3 separate regions of the Sus scrofa genome follow, and all the other regions are linked to region 3. A link is a contact called in public HiChIP or PLAC-seq and promoter capture Hi-C data. All regions are on one chromosome and are shown on one strand. Each heading gives the region's core, a stretch centred on a gene start, on an enhancer-like site or on the middle of the called end of the contact. The rest is flanking DNA. Distances are from core to core; before and after follow the strand shown.

Region 1 (2,734 bases), core at 234-2,733, 61 kb after region 3:
CCTCAGACACTGCCGAGAGGAAGTTCCCATTGTGGCTCAGTGGTAATGAGCCCAGCTAGGATCCACGAGGATGTGGGTTTGATCCCTGGCCTTGCTCAGTGGGTTAAGGATCCAGCGTCAGCATGAGCTGTGGTGTAGTTCGGCAGCTGTAGCTCCAATGTGATCCCTAGCTGGGAAACCTCCATATGCTGCAGGTTCGGGCCTAAAAAAGAAAAAAGAAAACATGGCAGAGAGAATTCGGGGACAGGATTCTTTGGTAACAGGACGCCCAGCCAGTGCAGCGCTTCTTACCTAGCAGAGGCTAGAAGGTTTGCAACTCAGACTTTAGTCTAGTGTGTTTCCTTTTCCCGATCACTGAACAATGTAGGCAGCATCAGGTGGGACAAAGAAAGGCCTTCTGGAGGAAATGAGTGTTAGCAGCCTTGGAACACGGTTTGAGAGCAGAATCTCGGGAGAGGGGTAATTGAAGGGGCAGATGGCAACGGGTGGGAGGGGCATGGAATTGCTACCTTGGACATGCAGCTGTCGAAAATAAGGTTTTCTTAGGGAGGTCCCTGGTGGTCTAGTGGTTCGGACTCAGGGCTTTCACCACTGTGGCTGGGTTCAAGCCCCGGTCTGGGCACTGAGATCCACACCAAGCTGCTGCACGCCATGGCCACGCAAAAGGGGAAATTGGTTTTTTTTTTTTAACGTGCAAGAGCACATTCATGTGCTTGTGTAAGTTATACATAAATGGTTTCACACGTTTAAACCCGTGTGAGCTCTGGCACCATCCTCAGTGTGGAGGGCAGAGCCCTCTAGTCTATTCTCGGTTCTGTTTGGAGCTCAGATCTGGGTTCTCTGTCTGGATCCTGACGAGGAGACGATAATTGGCCATTGTTTTTATTAACTTCTCTTCATCTTCTCTTACCGTGACCCTCGGAGGTTGGCCGTCCCGGCCCTGGCTGCTTTTGAAAAACCTTGGTTTTGTACCAATAGCTCTCACACACACACCCAGCAGCCTCCTTCCCACTTCTTCATGGGCATTCCCTCTGAGGAGCCTCGGGCTGAGCAGAATGAGCCTTGGCGGAGGGAACTGGAGCTAACAGGCGACTGACTCTCTTTTTTCCTTTGTTCTGGGGCCACGTCTCGGTCACAAGGGCACTTCCCGTCTGCCGCTTATCTCGCCTTGCACGCTGCGCTTCGGTTGGGAGATCTGTTTATCAGCCCCTGTCACCCTGCCCTGTGCCTTCTGCGGAAGGCACTTGGGTCCACGTGCTGGTCCTCGGACTGACGTGGCTTTCAGGGCCCACGCTCCCGGTCTGAGGCTGCGCCCCCCCATTCGTGGCCACCCCTCCTGTGTGACTGGGAGGCAAGGCCCTTTCCTGCCTGGACGCATCAGTGTTTCCTCGGGGCCGAGGCCGCCCTCAGGGCCCGGGGTGTGGTGTGAGGTGTGAGGTGTGGGGTCCTCCAGGGCTGAGCGTGCAACCCCTTCCTCGGGTTCCATCGTGGAGGTTTGAGCGTCTCTAGAAGGTGGATTATCTTCCCAGGACTCTTCCCTCCTCTTCACTCAGTATTTCCTCATGGCTTGAGGGAGAGAGTCCCCAAGAGAAATGACACATCCCTTATCTTACAAATTAGATAAAGGACATTTACGACCTGGTACGGAGCCATAAAGCAGCTTTTTCGTCTTCGTTCTCCTTTGCTTCTCCATCTTCGTTCTCCTTTGCTTCTCCCTTGGCAGCTCAGGCCAAAGCTGTTTTGTCTCAGCACCATTGCTCACTGGGGGAATTAAAACCTTTTCTGTCTTGGGCCCCTCCGTCCTGGGCCCAAGTGGATTTATAAGACACCAGAACCCTGCCTCAGTAGCTTCTTTGGATTTTGTACTGAGTTAATCTGTTTCTTGGCCAAAAATAAACACAGACGGCGGTCTCAGGGCCCCTTGGCGACGCTTTTTCTCAGGCTGTCGTACTTTCTGATCCCTCAGCCTCCCAGTAAGCCCCAAGCTTGATAACCGTGCTTCTCTCAGCCCACCCCACCCCGCCACCTGCCTGCTAAGTCCCATGTTCCCCCAAAGCCTCCCAGTCCCATGCCACTGTCTCCAGGGTTCCTTGAGCTCTTAGCATCAGCATTTAGCCCTTAATTTCACTTGTTTCAGTCCTCACATTTCTAACTCTCCTGTGAATAAGGATACTAAATGGCAGAGATGGGCTTCTCCCTCCTACACATGAGAGAGGAAGGGCCTTGCCGAGACCCCTTAGCCGCTGAAGAGAGAATGAGGCCTGGGCCTCCTGTCTGCCAGACCAGAGCCGATTGCTCCACGCGACAGCCTCCCTGTGGAGGGGCTCTTCTGGGTGATGCAGTTGTCCAGCAGGGGCCTTTCTAATCCCCTCACCTGACAATGCCATAGGGACAGACAAGTCCTGAAAGGAACAGAAACTGTCGTCGCCCCCCCCCCCCACCTCCCCCAGCTTCGGCACTGCATTAACCCTTTCCACCTGCTCTTCACCGCTGCGGTACCTGAGCAAGACATGGTGCCCCGACGACGTGGGCTCAGCCCTGCATGAGGAGAAGTTATCTAAGAGATACAGCCAGGCCAGAACCTAATCCTCAGACCACACGCAAGCAGTTAAACTCTTTACCTGAGCTGAGGGAGGGAGGAACACCCGGCCGCCCCTCCTCTGGGCTCGGGGACAAGGTGCCAAAGCGTCTGGGACATCAAAGCGTGTACAGGGAGGGCGGGCAGGTGAGCTTC
Region 2 (2,702 bases), core at 77-2,576, 36 kb after region 3:
TCTCTTTCATAAATAGTAGTGTGTCTGTGTTAATCCCAGATTCCCCATCCATCTTTCCTCAACTCCCCCTCATTTTAGTTTTATTCAGGCCCATGACCTAGTTTTTCTAGAATTCGGTGAGGGGCCAGGGAAGTCATTCAGAGATGTTGAAGATAGGCCACCATCCTAGCCTGGGGTTGCTTATTTGCCACTAAAAATCTGGCTACAGAGTTGACTGAGAATTTAAAGCCAAACAGCGATCTGTTCACTTCACTCAAGTATTTTATAAATATAGAACTATGACTGTGGCTAATAGTATCTGGGATAATTGTTGATAATTTTTACATTGCTGATCTTTACGTTGCTGGGCAAGATGAATCTAAAATGATGTGTAAGTTAAAGCATCAGGTTTGCCCTAGTTTTTTTCCTCCTTGATGGTGATGTCTCTGTGTGTGTCCATGGATGTGCATATGTGTAGGTTTCACAACCATTCCTTATCCTTCTTCCTTTTCCTAGGGCATATGCAGCCAGCAAAGAATCCCACGCCACTTTGGTGTTTCATAATCTCTTGGGTGAAATTGACCAGCAGTATAGCCGCTTCCTGCAGGAGTCCAATGTTCTCTATCAGCACAACCTGCGAAGAATCAAGCAGTTCCTTCAGGTGCGACGAGAAACTGAACCCACAGAGGCGGGTTTTAGCTTTCCTTCCCGAAAATATTTCCCTTCTCATTTGGCTAAATTATAAGAACCTATCTAGTGTTTTATTTATTTATTGGTTTTTTGTCTTTTTAGGGCCACACCCACAGCCTATGGAGGTTCCCAAGTGGGGGCCAATTGGAGCTACAGCTGCTGGCCTACGCCACAGCCACCGCAACGCGGGATCCAGGCCGCATCTGTGACCTACGCCACAGCTCATGGCAGTGCTGGATCCTTAACCCACTGAGCAAGGCCAGGGATCGAACCTGCGTCCTCATGGATGCTAGTCAGTTTTGCTTCTGCTGAGCCACGTTGGGAACTCCTATCTTGTACTTTAAATCAAAGGAGGAGTAACTTTGGTGCCCTTTGAGCACCATTGCCTGGAAGCCACTTCTTGGGTCGGTTGAAGGAATAGTGTGATTGTTGGGTTAATCTGATTATGTTAGCATGTAAATTACATGCTTGTACCAGGGTCCCCTCATAGGAAGAAGACTCCTCCTTTTCCCTGTTAAAGGTGTGACCGTAATTAGGTATTGACAAAGTCGGTTGCCTCCCTTTAAGATCAGGATAAAACACTGTCCAAAGACAGACCGCCAGGCCTTCTCTACCCAACGTACAGCTCATCGCAACTGCTTTTCTTCTTCTCTTCTGCCCTTCATTGCGCCACCAATTGCAGCCAGGCCCTGAGGCCTTTGCTCTGTTGCTTCATGTAGTAGATAGAAGGCTTTCCCTAATTTATGAGGAAGTTAGCTTTTTAGCAACATTTCGTCCACATCTCCTTTGTCTACGGCCGCTTTTCATTCTCTGTCTCTCCTCCTTACAGAGCAGATATCTTGAGAAGCCAATGGAGATTGCCCGAATTGTGGCCCGGTGCCTGTGGGAAGAGTCCCGCCTCCTCCAGACTGCAGCCACTGCAGCCCAGGTGAGGCCCCGAGAAGAGACAAAGTGCACAATGAAAATGTGCTTCCTTCGCGTGTGCGAAGATGCGCTTGCTCTCCGAGGGTCCTTAGGATGTGCACTGACCTCCAAGGGTGGAAATGTGTGTGGGGGGTTTTTCCTTCTGGACAATGAAAATAACATTTCTCCCCTGCATATGTAATGCAGTCTCCTTCTAAAAAATCTTTAAAACATTGCAGAAAAGTACAAGGAGGAAAGGCTTTTTAAAAGGATCTGAAATGTCACTCTCTCCCTCTCTTCATTGTCTCTTCCCAGAAAACCAAAATTAATAGTGTGGAATATATCCATTTATACCTTTCTCCTGGCTCCTATAGACTGTGGAAAACACACACACACACACACTGTATGCAAATGTGTTTTACTTCTCTGTATCTTGCTTTTTTCATTTAATACTGTATCATGTAAATCCTTCCAAGTCAGGTATTATGAAGCTAACTCACTTGCCTTTATTTGCTGAGTAATATTCTGTGGTATACATTTTCTGTAATTGGAGTTCCCGTCGTGGCTCAGTGGTTAACTAATCCGACTAGGAACCATGAGGTTGCAGATTCTATCCCTGCCCTTGCTCAGTGGATTAAGGATCCGGCGTTGTCGTGAGCTGTGGTGTAGGTCTCAGACACAGCTCAGATCCTGAGTTGCTGTGGCTGTGGTGTAGGCCGGCGGCTACAGCTCCGATTAGACCCCTAGCCTGGGAACCTCCATGTGCCGAGGGAACGGCCCTAGAAAAGGCAAAAAGACAAAAAAAAAAAAAAAATACATTTTCTGTAATTGATTTGTTACCTCTTCGATAAACCTTCACTTCATTCTAGGTTTTTCCCCCCACTATAAATACTAATGCAATGTCTCCCTGTATATCTTTAGTCATCCTTTGATTTCTCTACTATAGATTTCTAGGAATGAAATTGTTAGGTCAGAGGGTGTGTGTGTGTGTCCATATGTAACATATATATAAAAATTTTATAGATAGTTTTGAATTGTTTTCCCCAAAGGCTATAGCAGTTCACACTGGCACCAGAAGGTTATGACAATGCACTATCCTTGGGAGCCACCTTGAGGATGGTTTGGGATTG
Region 3 (3,011 bases), core at 266-2,765:
ATTTTCTAACCACAAACGTGTGTTAGTTTCATTGAAGAAAATTGTCATGGCCTGTCAAAGGTGAGATAACAGGCCCTTTTTTATTTTTTATTTTATTTTATTTTGTCTTGTTCGGGCTGCACCTGCGGCATTCGGAGGTTCCCAGGCTAGGGGCTGAATCAGAGCTGCAGCCGCCGGCCTACACCACAGCCACAGCAATGCCAGATCAGAGCCACGTCTTCGACCTGTACCACAACCCATGGTAACACTGGATCCTTAACACACTGAGCTAGGCCAGGGGTCCAACCTGCTTCCTCATGGATGCTAGTCAGATTCATTTCCGCTGGACGGTGGGAACACCTGATAAAAGGTCCCTTTTTGGATTTCATCTTAATACCTCTTTGTACTAAACAAACACAATAAACACAAATAAGCACTAATAGCTGTTATTTTTTAAAACCCTGATTGTACCAGCACATACATACAATCCTCTATTATGCAAAGTACATCCTCTATTATGCAAGATAAAATGTCTACATTTCCTATAAACTACTGGTTTCAATGGAGTAGAACTTGCACTCGAAGTAGACAGGCGAAAAAGATAAAGGCACGCAATTTCAAGTATTTCAACTCAGACACATAAAAACAATGTGTATACGTGTCATTCTTTATCTGTACTGTCTCCTGCATTCCCGTGAACAGGCCAATGTGCGAGTCGTGTTGGCCTTTGATGCTTGAAGAGACGGAACGGAGGACGGGGTTAAATCCACTACCCTCTCCCCACGCACTCTAGTAATTACTCTACTTCCACGTCATGTTTCCGGGTGTGTGTGTCTCGACTCACGCAGAAACTGAGGTTCAAAGCAGGCGGGAGTCACCCATGTTCTTTTGGCTGTCCCCAAAAACCCAATTCAGCCGTTGAGGTCTTAGAGTATCTGGCGATACCTGGGTACTGTTTAACTGGCTGATTCCCACGTGGTAAGTGGCTCCTAACTCACCCCCACGTGGTGCCAAGGGCCGGGAAAAGGGAGAGTAGGCAAAAGAGAGCCGCATCAGGGGCATTTAAAGTGTCTTGACGTCACACACTGCCAGGAACTCAGCTGAGTTTTCAGCAGGACATTCCGGTCATCTTTCTTCCCTCCCTCCGGGTCTCTCAGCCCAAGGCCTTGGCTCTTCCCTTACTGTTGCGGAGGGAGTAGCAGTGAGCCCTCGGAACAGCCAGTACAGGGGCGTTCCCGGCCTTGTGTTGGCTCCGCCCCTTCTCCAAGGAGCTCTCCTCATTGGCAAGTGGGTGGGGCTTCGGAGATACAGTACATTCACCAGGGCCTCTGTGTGGCAGAGAAAACTGGTCGTCTCATGAATAATGCATGAGCGGAGTGCCCAGGCCAGGCGGGGGCTGGGCGGGGATTGGCTGGAGGGGCTGTAATTCAGCGGTTTCCGGAGCTGCGGCGGCGTAGACCGGGAGGGGGAGCCTGGGGTTCCGACGTCGCCGCGGAGGGAGCGAGCCCGAACAGGATCCTTGACGAGCACCCCTACTTGGCGCTCTCCCCGTGTCTAATAGGGGAGACTCTGCGGCCTGAGGGAGCCCTGCGGCCCGCACCCCGGCGCAAGCGCAGCCCCGGCCAGTCGGGCCTCAGCCGGAGCAGCAGGTGAAGGGGGTTAAGGGTGGGGCCGCCCCCCCCCTCCCCGGGCGACGGCCTCCGGGCCGGGGATCCAGGGGTGGGTGCCAGAAGGGCTGAGATGCTCTGGGGTGTTTGAGGGAGTAGTGGACAGAAGCTTCAGTAGGGCAGAGGGGATACGAAGAGACCGGGAGGGTCGTTCTGAAGGGTCGTTCCCAGGATGACAGGAGTCGGCCTCTGAAGGGACAGGGTACGCTGGAAGGAAGTTTTCATTCTTTGGAGAAAGAGGAGACGCGGTGGAAGAGTGAGAAGGGGCTCGAGGGGGAGGACCATTGGGGCCAGGGCACTCTAGAGTGGCGGTGGCAGGAGTGAGGGACAGCCCCCGACTTCCTGCTCCTTGGGGCTCTGGGGACGTTCCGGCCGCAGGAGCGACTGTCATGCTGGCGAAGATCACGGAGGGGTGGGTTGGCAAGCGCCTCCTCCCCGCCCCCCCGGCCGGGCCCGGCGGCTCCGGCTGAGCCACTTCCTCCGTCTTGTCCAGTTCCCGCTCCTGTAGGATCCAGCTGTGCCCCCCTGGAGAGGTAGGAATAGGTGTCTTCCTCCTCCAGCCTCACGGGCTGGTTGTTCATGGTTAGGGTTATTGCATAAGAATCAAGTTTCCTGTAGGGAAATTGACAATCTCGTTCTCTTTCTAAACTCCCTCTCGTCTTTTTCTAGGTTAAATCGTGTTTCTCTCCTCCCCCTTCTTAAAAAAAACCCAACAAAATAAAACCCCCATCAAACCAACTCTAGAGAGAAATAAACCTTTTTCCTCCTGGCATTGTTCTTTTATAAACACCTGGTAAACTTGGCCAAAAGATAAATAATTGAGCCCTTGCGTTTACTGGATTGTGGTGTTGCTTAATTGCATAGGCCGGAATGAACCAATCGAGAGTGGGAGTTTTCTGTCTCAGAGCCAAGGTCTTGGGTAAATGCAGAGAAGAGGGAAACAAAGACAGGCTGGCCTTGGCAGAACCAAGTGTGCAAACTTTACCTGTGTTTGGGGGGTGTGGTTGCATTTCGGTTAGCAAGATTCAAACCAACATGAAGTCATTTTCTCCATGTTTAGTCCACATCCCTCTGTGTTATACAAATTGGATGGATAGTGTTAACCCTTATTAAAAATGTATATAATGTGTATCTGCTGGTTTTTTGGGGGTGTGCATCTAAAGGGTATGTTTATTCTGCCTATGGGTTGTCATTCTTTGGCTGGTTGTGCTGATAAAGCATTGGTTTGAATAAATCAGAACAGTAAGTCTCAATCTTTTGGATTTAGGCTGCGTTATGACTGATTCAGCCAGTTTTCTATTTTCTACTAAACATGTCTGTGTTCCATGGGTCAATAGTTATTTCCTTATTACATGTGACAGACTA

What was found. Promoter capture Hi-C pulls out the DNA fragments that hold promoters and counts their contacts. HiChIP or PLAC-seq counts read pairs in DNA pulled down with a chosen protein or histone mark.
Region 1: a contact with region 3 is called in a promoter capture Hi-C map of fetal liver, with 2.6 times the contacts expected there. The contact joins the enhancer-like site here to the promoter of STAT3 in region 3. A contact is called at or near these places in 2 of 5 promoter capture datasets (fetal liver and liver), 15 of 47 Hi-C or Micro-C datasets (alveolar macrophages, blood, embryonic fibroblasts and 7 more) and 2 of 2 datasets of contacts at active chromatin or transcription factors (alveolar macrophages and skeletal muscle).
Region 2: an H3K27ac HiChIP or PLAC-seq map of alveolar macrophages shows a contact between it and region 3. The contact joins the enhancer-like site here to the promoter of STAT3 in region 3. A contact is called at or near these places in 1 of 5 promoter capture datasets (liver), 16 of 47 Hi-C or Micro-C datasets (alveolar macrophages, blood, embryonic fibroblasts and 10 more) and 2 of 2 datasets of contacts at active chromatin or transcription factors (alveolar macrophages and skeletal muscle).

Annotation. Positions count from the first base shown.
Region 1 is chr12:20,466,553-20,469,286 of Sscrofa11.1, forward strand. All of the region lies in intron 22 of STAT3 (signal transducer and activator of transcription 3), which reads left to right. Among named protein-coding and RNA genes, the nearest start is that of STAT5A, 31 kb to the right of the region's middle. Within about 2 kb of position 1,484, at least 14 of the 83 cell types and tissues checked have an H3K27ac peak or open chromatin away from gene starts, as enhancers often do. A contact at or near this core is called in fetal liver, retroperitoneal adipose tissue and skeletal muscle, where this site is marked.
Region 2 is chr12:20,441,960-20,444,661 of Sscrofa11.1, forward strand. It overlaps STAT3 (signal transducer and activator of transcription 3), which reads left to right. Exons shown (of 25, transcript NM_001044580.1): 3 at 496-640; 4 at 1,499-1,597. Among named protein-coding and RNA genes, the nearest start is that of STAT3, 36 kb to the left of the region's middle. Within about 2 kb of position 1,327, at least 1 of the 83 cell types and tissues checked has an H3K27ac peak or open chromatin away from gene starts, as enhancers often do. A contact at or near this core is called in alveolar macrophages, where this site is marked.
Region 3 is chr12:20,405,801-20,408,811 of Sscrofa11.1, forward strand. STAT3 (signal transducer and activator of transcription 3) reads left to right here and starts at 1,516. Exons shown (of 25, transcript NM_001044580.1): 1 at 1,516-1,628.